Regions from separate parts of the Mus musculus genome. Here region 1 is linked to region 2. A link is a contact called in public promoter capture Hi-C data. All regions are on one chromosome and are shown on one strand. Each heading gives the region's core, a stretch centred on a gene start, on an enhancer-like site or on the middle of the called end of the contact. The rest is flanking DNA. Distances are from core to core; before and after follow the strand shown.

Evidence for each region. Promoter capture Hi-C pulls out the DNA fragments that hold promoters and counts their contacts.
Region 1: a promoter capture Hi-C map of pre-B cells shows a contact between it and region 2. The contact joins the promoter of Sec61a1 here to the promoter of Pradc1 in region 2. A contact is called at or near these places in 2 of 39 promoter capture datasets (liver and pre-B cells) and 2 of 484 Hi-C or Micro-C datasets (CD4 T cells and CD8 T cells).

The regions. Positions count from the first base shown.
Region 1 is chr6:88,514,338-88,521,541 of GRCm38.p6, forward strand. Sec61a1 (Sec61 alpha 1 subunit (S. cerevisiae)) reads right to left here and starts at 4,463. Exons shown (of 12, transcript NM_016906.4): 1 at 4,349-4,463; 2 at 4,034-4,101; 3 at 1,167-1,232; 4 at 1,007-1,085; 5 at 1-107. The coding sequence starts at 4,355.
Region 2 is chr6:85,449,561-85,456,008 of GRCm38.p6, forward strand. Pradc1 (protease-associated domain containing 1) reads right to left here and starts at 1,742. Exons shown (of 5, transcript NM_001163427.1): 1 at 1,553-1,742. The coding sequence starts at 1,619. Cct7 (chaperonin containing Tcp1, subunit 7 (eta)) reads left to right here and starts at 1,945. Exons shown (of 12, transcript NM_007638.4): 1 at 1,945-2,567. The coding sequence starts at 2,562.

The DNA.
Region 1 (7,204 bases), core at 3,213-5,712, 3.1 Mb after region 2:
TCGGTCTTTCGGGGTGTCCCCAACTTCAATTATCTTGGCACCAGCTAAGAGCTGCATGATAAGACCGGAGGTGACAATAGGAGAGATGCCCAGCTCCATTAAGGTACCTTGAGGAAGGGAGGCAAGACACAGCCACAATAAGCTTGGAAGAACAAACACTGTTAAACCCTGATCAACACTAGGGCACTAATGTACAACTGCAACAGCATTCAGTTTGCTAGCAGCAGTTAACTTACAGAACAACCCCCAAATATCAATGACCAGAGCACAGCTTAACGCAATCCATTCACCCTGCCAGGCAGCATCTCATTCTGTCCAGGCAGTCACATGTTATTCAGACTGGCGCATTTCAATTCAGCAACAGATTTACTCTAGCCTCATGGAGATAAGAGAGGCCGGTCTCCCCATCAGTTAGTAAGAAAGGATAACACTGGAGGCATTCCCAGAGTCTGGAAAGGGGCCAGTACAACCATATCTGGCTGTGAACAAACTCCCACCTTCCATTATGCTAAATCCAGTCATAGTTCTGATTTCCAACTTAATGTGCACTGTATTTTTAAATTGAGTTAATCAAATGCAGTATGGACATATATACTCAAAATCCGCCCATAGGTAGGTAAATGGTCTAGGGCTCACAATAAATAAATAAATTGGGGGTTGAAGTGGGGTGGGCAGACACTGTAACCTACAGATATGAAATGAGATTCAGCTGAGAAACAAATTACACCTTCTAAAGAATGTTATCACTTTAGGTATTCCAATTCTCCCACGTTTTAAACAATTTTCCACAATGCTGCCTTATCTTGTTGTTACAGGTTCTGTACTGCATACAGACCCACAGGGTGCATTCATCAGAGAACGCTGGGTTACTTTCCCACACCAACATCCTCTAGCTACACATCTTCACAAACTTTCTGAGCTCCATATAAAGCCAAATCCTGTCAGGGAAGTAACCAGGCTTTTCATCCCCAAACCACAGGGCAGGGCCGCATAAGCAGAGTCCTACCTCTGTTAGAGGCCAGAATCACTCGCATCCAGTAGAACGGGTCAGCTGAGTCTGAAGACATGATGCCAAACAGGGGGATCTAGAAACAGGCGGAGGGAGAGCTGCATCACGCGTGTGTCCTCAGCTCACTCACCCCTAACGCCGCCTGAGCAGAGCTTACCTGACAGCATACTAAGAAGATGAAGAGGGTGATGGCTGTCCACAGAACTTTCTCCTTAAACTGAATCTGGAAGGCAAGGAATGAAAGCAATGGCATCACACAGGCAAACAAACACAGATGAAGCCAAACAAGATCACATTCCCCATTTCTCAGAGGCTGCTCAAAAGTGTACCAAACACAGCACCGTAACATTAAGTAGCACACATCGTGTTTCTCTGTCCAAGACATGATACACAGACCTATGTGGGTCTTCACTTCAGAGAAGCCTCTCACTTCACAGATTATCTTCATGTGACAATGAGCAAAGTAACCAAGAAAGTTTAATCTGTCTCAAATCCTGCAGCACAAGTGAATCTGAGCCAAAGCTGTGCTCTTAACCATCCACAGTAACAGCTGAGACTCAAGATGGCTTCCCGTCATCCCTTCCCAGGTATAGGTCTGATGGTGAACCTTGACTGTCAACTTCATAGGATTCAGAATCACCAGGGAAGTAAACAGCTCAGGTCTGACTGTGGTGGAGTTTCTGGACTGAGTTAATGAAAGTGGGAAGACCCAGCTTAAATGTGGGAGGCAGCAAGCCACCCGCTGGGATCCAGAGCTGAATGAAAAGGAGAGTGACCTGAGCACCAGTGCTCGTGTCCCTGCTTCCTGACAGGGAGTGCAGTCTGACCAACGCGCCTCACGTCCTCGCTGTCGCAAACAGTGGGCCCAAACACAAGCCTTCCTTCCTTCCATTTCTTTTGTCAGGAAAGCTGTCACAACAATCAGAAAGGTAACAAACCGAGCAAGTTAAACAGTCAACACAAATCACTTTACTCTCTAGCCTGATCAGAAACCTCTGGGCTCCTCCTGTGCAAGAGAGCTCTGTCACTAGGTAGGGAGAGCACCTTAGGAGTGCCTGACCCAACACCACACAGGCTGAGACAGGTCTGACAGACAGCTAAAGACCTACGATGTTAAGTGAATGTAAAGCCAAAAAGAAAAAAAAAGAAAGAAAGAAAGAAAGAAAGAAAGAAAGAAAGAAAGAAAGAGAAAGAAACCAAGAAAGGAAGAAAGAAAGAAAGAAAGAGAGAGAGAGAGAGAGAGAGAGAGAGAGAAAGAAAGAAACCAAGGAAGGAAGGAAAGAAGGAAGGAAGGACAGACGGGGAAGCAGGCGGGTGGGCTCCAACAAGCACTGGCTCGTGCAAACTGTCAGGTCAGAACCTGAAGTCCTCTGGGTCTAGTCACTCCTGGAAAGACACAGAATTGGACCCCATGGGTGGTGTGAATTTGAAGTTCAGACCCTGCAGAGGCAGCTGGGGAGCTCACATTCCTCCTCTTTCTCTCAAGAACACAGCCTTTCCAACGTGCCATCTTATCACACAAGAACTCAGCACCTAACGAGGGGGAAGCAACACCATTCCACAGGAATCAGAGGCAAGCAGTGGAGTGAATGTGTACACGGACTATCTACTGTGCTGATGATGGACACCAGACACAGGGCCTCATGCCTGCCGCTAGCCACTTTCCCAGCCCAGGTAATGAAACTGTTAGAAAACAAAAAGGATACACATTTTTCAAGACTACTTTAAATGAGCAAGCCTCGTCTCCTGGTCAATTTAAAAGCAAAACATCCAAAGCTTTTCATCTAAGTCCTAAATCATCTGCCTCTGAAGCAGCTGCAAACTCACACTCATTCAGTACCATGATTTGCCCCCTTTCCTGCACGGCTCCCAAGTCACACTCCAGGCCCCTCCCCTACTGCCAAGGCCACTTATCTGCCCACCTGACTCACCGGAACCTTTACATTTACAACCTACCTACCATCCACAGGCACTATATTATATATTTCCCATCTCCCTTGTTCTGCCAGGCCAAGGTCACAGGTCTATGAAGAAAGAATGTAAAGCGTGGGACTTGGGTTTCTTGGCCCTCGAGCCAGAATCTCTGCACTGAGGTGGAACAGATAAAGTTCTGAACATCATCCTGGCAAAGGCAGCAAGGGTACTGCAAGGCATTTGCATAGAACTATGGAAAGTAAAAACTAAATTAGAAGCACAAAGTATCCATGTGAATGCCAACTACAAATGCCAGATGTGAATATATGACAGTCTGAAAAAAAAAAAAAAACCCAAAATACCAAAAAAAACAAAACAAAACAAAAAAAACCCCAAAACCAAAACCAAAAAAAACACCAAAAACCAAACCAGGAACACAAAGTAGATTTACTGTTTTCTGAGCCCATGGGCCTGGACTTTCCTTCACCGGGCACTCTCACACTAGGAACATTTATTCTTGGGCCGAAGCTGCCTGCCACAGAAATTCTGATTAAGATTCACATTAAGCATTAAGGTGCTACAGTTCTCTCCTTCCTTGTTTTAGAGCACCTGCTGTCAATGGCAGCAGACTTCACTAGTGCATGTAAACTCGATGCTGGGGCAGCATACATTCAAATAAAAACCACAAACACGTTCATATCGATTACACGACTCGATTTTTCCTTTGGAAACCAGATACCGAAGTCACCTCCCACACGAAACAAACACCCCATCATCTGCTCCTGCTGGAGGTGAAGAACGGAGGGTAACTCAATCTGGGATCCTAACTGAGGTCTTAATCAATCACTGCTCAGACCCACTTTCGGACTAGGCAAACCTGAGGCTTTGTTAACCACTATCCACTAAAGATGCTCCTAACGAGACAAGGTGTTGGGAGAATTCCCACACAACCGGGTCACCTTTCAACGGCTCCCGTGAGTATCCCAGCACACACAGCTACACTCCAGAGGGGCAGTTTTCACTCGGTGTGCTGAGGCCATTTTTAATTGTACTGTAAACTCCCAGCGCCCAATTTTGCAAGTCTTCTTTGACCACCATCTGGGGACTTACCTTTCTCTCTGGCTTCTGAATTTCCGGCAAGATGACACAGAATGGCTTGATGACTTCCAGAAATTTGACTTTGATGGAAGAAACAGAAAGAGAAGGAGTTAGGTACGGAGTAACTTGAGGGCACCTGAGGGAGCCCGGCACGATGAGAGCCGGGCGTGGGCGTGCGGGGACCCAGAAGGCTCGGTCTAGGGGCGCGGGAACGAGTCCCCCAGGCAGGCCGCGTTCCGCCAGGATCGGGAAGCACGGCGGGCGAGCGCCCAAACGGGGAAAGGCGACGCATCCTGGCTGCGCCGGGGTGGCCCCCAGGAAACTCACTCGCCATGGCGGCGGCTGATCCGACTACACGCCCGGCCCCGACTGCGCTCCACTTCGAGTGAGGAGGCGCTGCTAGCTCCGGAGCGCGCTTCCTCGACCGAGAGACACGTCAGTGATAGCCCGGCGGCGAGCGGCGCGGCGAGGCGGGGCCGGGGATGGGCCACCGGCCGCTTCCGCTTCCTGCCACGCGCGCCCGCCGCGCCGCCTGCGCCAAGACCACAACTCCCGGCATGCAGCAGGAGCAGAGAGGCTGTCGGGAAGACGACTGTCGGGCCACACCGGAACTGGGCGTGTGCAGCTGCGCAGACTCTCCCGGAAGTGAGGGCCAAATCAGCCCTTGTTACTAGTGGACGCTTCGTGGTGGTGTTGGCCCTACGAAGCAGGCGATTCGGCTTTCCGTGTCGGTGGCCCTCAGTACCAGTGATAGCATGTCGCGACCCAGTAGGCCTCAGCTGCTGCTCGTCACGCACGACAGAGCAGCAGTGTGCTGAATCCTACCCTGCATGGCTTACCCTACCCTACAATACCCTCCTGGGTGCTGTAGGCTGCCTCCAAGGATGTCTGAGCTCATGCATTTGAGGACGTTCGGCAAAGGCCGGGTCTGGCGGCTCTGGGTGGGCTTTGGCGCAGCGCATTCCAAGAAGGCCTTTGGAACTGGAGAGTTAGGAGAGATGAAGAAACCGAGCCAAGCCTTGCAGCCCCATATCTTCAGGGAAAAGAATACATCTGGGCTGGAGGAAAGGGTGTGCGAAGGGGACTGGGCAAGGTGGGGCAACATGAAACTTACTCTTTAGTGGGATCTCTGATCTCAGTGCTGTGTGCTGTCTGAAATCGACTTCTTGCTGTGCACCCTGAGTGCTGAGTTTCATGCAGCCAAGTCCTGACTTCAACGGAGAGGTTTGCTGTGGCCACGTCCTTAGAAACATTCTAGACAGCCAGCCCCATGTCATTGATAGGACATTTATATTTAATTTGGCATTAAGTTGCATGTGCGTACACAAATATAGATGGGTTTAGGGGAAAGCACTAAGTCAATATACTTAGCACAATGTGAGGTTTTTGTTTTCGATTCTTTAAGCTAGGTCTCTAGGTAGCCCTCGATACCACTATGTAGACTAGGCTGGCTTCAGATTCACAGAGATCCCACCTGACTGCTCTGAGTGCTGGGACTAGCCGTGCATGTGCCACCACAGCAGGCCACAATGTGAGGTTTTTGAAACAGAGGTGCAGTGTTTTTGCATGTACACATTTTAAAGATTTAATTATTAAATATTAGAGACAGATGCCTAAAGAGACAATAAAATCTAAATGAAGTTTTGATTAAGTATTTCTTTGAGATTTATTTTTATTGTTTCTGTGCTCACGTAAGTATGATAACAGGTGCCCTTTGAAGGTAGAAGAGGGAGCCACCTGTCATGGGTATTGAGAACTGAACTCAGGTCCTCTGGAAGAAAAGCAAGCGATCTTAACCGCTGAGCCATCTCTCTGAACCCCTGACAATGGTATTTTAAAATGCAATAAACATGAATTGTCTTAGTCTTCAGGACAATGAAGAAGTTAAAATAGTAATGGATTCCAGACCTCCACTTGGTTTGATACTCACAAAATCTGTATTTTACAAAACGAAGTTCTGGAATAAAAATTGGAGCATCTTATGTTGGCATAGGCTATAAAAAGTTGAGTACAAAAGTTTTGTTGAAAAGTGAAAGTAGGTGGCCAGAGAGGTGGCTCAGCAGTTAGGACGACCCAGGTTCAAGTCCCAGCACACACACTCAGCACAGCTCACAGCCGTCTGTAATTTCTTCTTTTCTTTTTTAAAGGTTTATTTACTTAATATATATAATGAGTATGGGCATCAGATCTCATTATGGATGGTTGTGAGCCACCATGTGGTTGTTGGACCTTTGGAAGAGCAGTCAGCGCTCTTACCTGCTGAGCCATCTCTCCAGGCCCCACACCTCCATCCCCCCAATCCCCATCGGTAACTTCAGTTCCAGGTGATCTGACACCTCACACAGTTATACACAGAGGCAGAACACCAATGCACATAAGATTTAAAAAGAAGAAAAGTGAGAGTAGAGCTGAGACTAACTCGCGTGTCGGCAAACTCCTTGTCTGATGTGTGAGGTCCCAGGCTCAGTGCTCCCAAACATAACACCTACCACAAAGATTACATTGCTACACGTTTGTATGTCTCTTCAACATACTATTAAAGCTTGTGGGTCGAGTGACGTTTTAATCATCAATGAGGAGAAAATCTAAGAACATAAGTTTCATACATCAAATATTTCACGAACAAAGACTCCCTAAGTCTGACCTGGTGACTTAGGCCTGTAGTCCCAGGGTGAGGGAAGAGGGTCAGTAGTTGAAGGACAGCCTGGGCTATAAGACACTGTCTCCAAACAAAACCTGTAAACAAGAAAGAGTTCCCAATATGTTACTATGGGAAGGAAAAGACAGGCCAGGGCCAGTGAGCTGTCCCCAGGCAGACCTGAAGTGTCCCCATACAGCCTGATGTCTGAATTCAATCCTGGAACCCACACAAGGGGAGGAGGAGAAAGAAAACCAGCTCCAAAGAGCTGTCCTCGGACCCCCACGTGTGCACACCCGAAGCCCTGATCCCCTCAGACCCCCACGTGTGCACACCCGAAGCCCTGATCCCCTCAGAGCCCCACGTGTGCACACCCGAAGCCCTGATCCCCTCAGAGCCCCACGTGTGCACACCCGAAGCCCTGATCCCCTCAGACCCCCACGTGTGCACACCCGAAGCCCTGATCCCCACATCACAGAGTTGTCCTCGGACCCCGACGTGTGCACACCCAAAGCCCTGATCCCCACATCCAGCTCCACAGAGTT
Region 2 (6,448 bases), core at 492-2,991:
TCGAGACAGGGTCTCTCTGTATAGCCCTGGCTGTCCTGGAACTCACTTTGTAGACCAAGTTGGCCTCGAACTCAAAAGATCCGCCTGCCTCTGCCTCCCAAGTGCTGGGATTAAAGGCGTGCACCACCACTGCCGGGCACAACTAGTATTCCTAACTGCCAAGCTGTCTGTCCAGCTCTCTGCCTCTGTCCACCTGCCCCACTGCAAGAGCTTCAATGTCCCCTTCACCTACTAAAGTGTATGCTGCTGTTGGCTGTGGTGTAGAAAGCCCTGCCTGATTTGACTCCTATACCCACTCCACTCTTGTTTCCTCTTTCCCATGTTAAAGCTGTACTGGCTTTTCAGTGTCTTTATCTTTTTGGGTCTTCCTAAAAGTTTACCTGTCATTTCTCAGAAAGATGCTGCCTTATCCTTCCTCCACCCATTCAAAATATACTTTCTCCCAGCTAATACTTCCTCTGTAATTATGGTGGATTCATAATATTCTATGTCAGCTTCTTTCATCGCAGCAGTGATTCTAAGTATGTGGCTTTTTAAAAAAGACTTATTTATTTTATGTGAATACACGGTCTCTCTCTCTTCAGACACACCAGAAGAGGGCATCAGATCCCCATTACAAATGGTTGTGAGCCACCATGTGGTTGCTGGGACTTGAACTCAGGACCTCTGGAAGAGCAGTCAGTGCTCTTAACCACTGAACCACCTCTCCAGCCTTAAGTATGTGGCTTTATACAGAGATGAATCTCCAGTGCCTAGGACACAGTGGCTGCTCAGTAAAGGTTACTAAACAAAGAACTCTGCCCAGCTCTGCTGTCCTGAACAAGAGAATGGCCAAAAAAACCACGAGAGCTTTGCTAGGATATTTTTTCTCAGTTGGATTTGAGTCCCTGGATTCTTTAAACTTGCCAGAAAGGCAAGTAAATGTTGATGGATGGAAGCTCAGGTCTGTTAGTCAATCCAATTGCTGTGTCTATAATTGATCCTGTCTATGGTCCAAATTACAGCTCAGACAGAGCTAAGGGGGCTTGCAGCTTTTTGTCCTGAGTGTAGGTACACTTCATCAGATGGATAACCCCCCCCCCCCCCCAGGAAGCCTTCTGGATTAACACCAGGCAACCCTTTCCACAAGCACACCCCTGTCTGGCATTTGATGTGCTTATCTAATAAGCTTCGGGTATATGCATGTGTTCACTTAACGCGTAGGTGTGTACATTTATGTTCGAGTTGTGTAAGTGGGTGCCTGTGCGTGTGAGCCCATATGTGTGTTCCTGCCTATAAGAACGCTCACATCCTCCGTTCTGGATCTCTAGCTGTCACCAGGGTCGCCTTCAGTGGGAGGAAAGCTGAAAGCTCTTGTTTCGACGGGGAGGGGTGGGGTTGTCAGGTTGTGCCTACTCACTGACCCGGGAACCAGCATCCACCCGCTGCAGCCGTCTAGTCCCTGGATCTGGGCGGCCCAAACTCGCGGGGTCCCCAAGGTGACCCGTGGCCCCCAGCCCGGGAAGCGCGCACGCTGGATTCCCGCCCCGCCCGCCTGTCCGTCGCCGCTCACCGTGGGCCGCGACGCACGTGGGCAGCCAGAGCACGAGACAGCACCAGCCCGCGGCGCCACGGCTCATCTCCAGGGCCCGTCCCGCCGCCGCCGCCGCCGCCGTCCCGCCGCGATCCCTCGCCCGACTTTAGCCTGACAGCTGCCACGGCCTCCCTCAGGCCCGCTCTCCGCGCCGGTTGGAGCACAGAACGGAGGCCAGCGGCTGATTGGCCGCCACGCCTGTTCGTGTGGCCGCACTTTCCTCCTCTGCGCCCTAGGCCACTTCCTATTGGCCAGGAGAAGTGGAACCGGGCGCTGATTGGCCAAAACTCTTAATAGCAACTGCAGTTCGCGGCCCCGCCCCCGCACTCCTCCTTATAGACGCGCCTCCCGGAACCTGCGGTGGGCGGCTCGCGGGGTTGCGCGGGATCCACGGCTCTCCTCCCCAGGCAGAGACGGGCCTCGCGCGAAGGGGCAGGCGGCACGGCGCCGCCTCGGCCGATAAGGGGCGCTACAGAGCTAGAAGCCGACCCGAGCAAATTTCCTGCGCCCGAGCGGGCCGCGCACCTGTGACCCGGGACACTGTTCCCAACTTCCCAAGCTACCTGTGAAACTCACGGAGCTCCCTCGCCACGGAGCTGAGCAGGTGCAGTGAGATCACTCACCTAAGGTGCTTCTCCTAGCCGGTGTTCAGTACTGATAGCTCATTGCACGTCTACCATGGCGTCTGGGAGCGCGGGCTGAGGCGGGACCTTACCGCACCTTACAAACCAAAAGCACTGCGAGACTCGATGACCCCCGCCAAAGCTAACGCGAGTTCCTAGAGCGTCCCTGGACCTCCGACTCCTCTAGCCGGCTACCTCGGGAGCTAACCATAGAGTGGCGGAAGTGGTCCGGCCCCTTCCTCTCCCGGGCTAACGTCTCGCCAGAAGCTTCTGGGCATTTCTCCGGCGCGGAGCATTGTGGGCTTGGGTGGGCGGCCCCGAGGCGGACAACTGACGAGTTGCGGGTACCTGAAGCCGCTTCCAAGATGATGGTGAGTGTCTCTCCGCGCATCCGCTGCCATCCACGACCCTGCGGCCCTGGCCCGCCATGCGGAGTGTCTACAGTGGCTCGTTTCCGCTCCCCGGCCGGAGGCGGCCTTGATCCAAAACTGAAGCTGTTGGCGAGAGCCGAATGGGGCTCGCGATGCCGCTGGGCCTGGAAACCATGGATCTCATGGTGCTTGGGACCACAGACCTCTTGTTCAGCCTGTTCCCCGTAATGGAGGCTTGGGTTTTCGGAACCGAGTGTGTGTTGAGCTCTGTACCTCTACCATAAGGCCGGGTTACATCGCCCTGGGAGGTGCGGAAGTGAAGGCGCGAGCTTCTAGGCGCACAGAGGCAGCGTGAGGGTCTTTAGGTTGGGCCAAGTGACGCCCTGCCTGGCATTGTGGTCGTTTACGTTCCCGCATGTGGAAAGACAGAATCCTTCGTTCCTGTTGGAACCTGTTCGTTGGGGGCATTTTTAGTTCTCCCGAATGTACTTGGTGCTGGAAAAGGGCAATTGATGTACACAGTACCAAAGATGGGACGACCTGAGTACTTTAGGCAGGAGAGTCTCTTAAAGGTCTGCCTGTAATCCTCCTGCATCACCCTTTATCCCCGACAGCGTCAGATACCTCCCCTGTTCCCCTGTGATAAACCTGAGTTGTTAGTGAGCAATGTCAACTTCCAAGACAGAATCCTGTGCGTTTGGCATCAGCACACTCGTTAAGTTTTGCTTTTTAGTGTCAATCCTTTGTCTGCCTTTTGCAGCTTCTTCCTATGCGTAGATGCCAGACAGACTTGGAAACCTGTAAGGTCCTCCCTCTGCTACCAAATTACAGCTTCTCCTCCGAAGGAGTCCCTACAGAAGCATGTCCATGCTCCCTGACCCCTAGCGCTTGAAATTGATTTGGTCGGCGAAGACCAGAGCTGAGGCATAAATCCATGAGTCATATGTGCTGCAGTAAAATATGCATCATTGCTGCTGATATGACCAGTGGCCCAGCATTGGCCAAAACAAGTAGCAAACCTTTTATCAAAGGGTCCCAGACCATCACATTTGGGTTTTACCTAAATTGATGATTCTTGTTTCTGCTGCTGTGCTGCATACTTACAGCTTATGAGCTGCTGGTGACTCTTGTTTCCTCCCATCTTGCTGTAGCAGTTCTGGGATTACAGATATATACCACAATGACAGACTTGTAATGAGTTCTGGTGCTTAGGCTTATGCATCTAGCAGCTTTACCCCTGAGCCACTTCCAGGGCCTCCTCCAACTAATTGTTTAATAGATAGTATTGACTTTTGTTTTATTTAGTGTATGTGGGTGTTATGACTACTGTGTGCCTGGTTACTATGTACATGTAATGCCCATGGAGGTGTCAGATCTCTGGAACTAGAGTTACAGATGTGGTGACCCACCTTGTGGATGCTAGGAGTGGAGGGAACCCCAGTTCTGGAAGAGCAGCCAGTGTTGTAAGAGATTCTTCCAGTCAGTCCCTTAAACGATCTAAGGAAAATGGAGAGGAAGATTAAGACGAAACACTAAAGCCTTTTATGGTTCTAAGGGTACTAAGCCCTTGTGAAGGAACAAGAAGAGTGAGGTGGAAAGTAAGGAATGGTTCTAGGCAGTACTATTGCCAAAGAATGGCAGAAGGGGACCTACCTTGTAACCATAGCTTGGCTTACTGTACTGCTGCCAGCCTTATTTTCCCTGTGGCTGGCCTTGATATCACAGCAGTCCTCCTGCCTCCACCTCCCAAGCACGCACTGGGATCATAGCTGTGCACAGCCATGCCTGGCTTTAGATCAGTGGTTCTCAACCTTCCTAATACTGAAACCCTTTTATATAGTTCCTTGTGTTGTGGTGACCCCCAACCATAAAATCATTGCATTGTTGCTTCATGACTAATTTTCTGTTGTTATGAGTTGTAACATAAATACCAGTGTCTCCATGCCTGTTAAAGGGCCATTTGACTCTAAAAGTGTCACAACACACAGGCTGAGAACCACCGCTCTTGACTGTCCTAAGGTTTGTTCCAGAAGGACCATGAGACTGTGGGACCTTTGGGAAAGCATTTTCCTTCTAGATGGAACTAAGGAGTGCCCCCCAAAATGCTGAGAGTATAGAGAAGCCCTTTCTTGTCACGAGACCCTGGATACTCTGGGAAAAGGAAGGTATTTACTCTTCAGTATATGCCTGACACTGATAGAGGGGAGTTTCCTGACCAGCATTCTTTTCTCGTATGCCAGTTTCATTGTTTTTATTACTTTGTGGTAAATTTGCCTGTAACAAGTAATGTATAGAATTGGGATTGTCTAGTGTTCCTGGCTGGACCTAAGAAGCATATATACCCCTTCCCTTGTCTTTCTCTTTCTCTCTGCTAATATTCTCCAAGACTCTACAGCCTAATCTTTTTATAGTTCTTCTCTTACCTCTTTTATACATAACCAGTCTTAGTAGACTGATGCATGCTCTCCAGCATATTCAAACCTTTTGTTTCAGTGTGTGTGTGTGTGTATGTATTCATATTCATGTGGACATGTGTGGAGGCCAGAAAAGGGCAGTGGATTCAGTCTTGGAGATGGAGTTACAGATAGTTGTGATGTTCCAAACCAAACTTTATCCTCAGGGAGGACAGGAAGCCTCCTTAACTGCTGAGCTGTTACTCCAGCCTCAAATCTATTTTTACATTTCACTCTTGATACCTTTTCTTTTTCTATTTCTTTTTCTTTTTCTAGACAAGGCTTCTCTGAATAGCCCTGCTGTCCTGGAACTTACTCTGTAGGCCAGGCTGGCCTCGAACTCAGAAATCCCCTTGCCTCTGCCTCCCAAGTGCTGGGATCAAAGGTGTGCGTCATCACTGCCTGGCTTGATACTTTTTCTTAGACCAATACAACTTCATTTACTACTGCTTTTAATATTTCTTTGATTTAAAAGCCTGTTTGCCTATAACTGGTCATTTTTCTTTGGAAAAACAAATAGGCCTTTATTGGCTTATACCTTGTAGATAATATGACTTCTGCATACAATTTGAGGCCAGCATCCTGGTTGTTTTCCATTCAGTAAAGGTCAATGGCCCTTTAATCAAGTTAGGATATGGTGTGTGCTGCTAAGTGTGTTTTAATTTTTATCTCACTGGACTACTAATGTCTTATTTAGGACAATTTTCTTTTTAAATTTTATTTTAGTTGTTTTGGCTGCCTGTAGGTCTGTGCATCAGTAGTGTATTTGGGTGCCTATGGAGTCTAGAGAAGTTACAGGTGATTGAGAGCTGGGTAATGGAATTCAAACCCTAGTCTTCTAGAAGAGCAGCCAGCACTTTTAATTGCTGAGCCATCTCCCCAACTACAAGTAATTAATGTCTTTTGCCCACAACTGTGCCTTATTGGATCCCTTATTCCTGTCAGTTATGTTGCATTGAAACCATGCTCCTAACTTGTCTGAGATCTGGTAAATGTACACTATTTACTAGCCTAAATTCAGTTGGGGGCCTTTTGGTTTTGCATATATGACCTGTAGTGTTTTCAAGCTTTAGAGTATGTGTAAATCCACTTGGGCTATTTCTGAAGTTCAGCTCCTGCTTCAGTGGGTCTGGGATACAATAAGAAATGCTGCTCCAGAGAATTTTGACAGATAAGCAGTTGGTTCAAAAAATGTTTATGAAATAATCTAACAAAAATCTGAATAGATTCTGTTTTCTCAATGGTTATACATTTTTATTTTAAGATGACATTTCACAAAAAAAAAAAATGTAGTCCAATTCTGTAGATTTAGCCTATCCTTTAAAAAAGAAAAAAGAAAGCTGGAAGCAGAGACTCTCACCAAGGTCATTTCTAGCTCTAACATCCACTGGAGTTGAGAGGCAGGGAGGAGATATTACAGCCCCCACC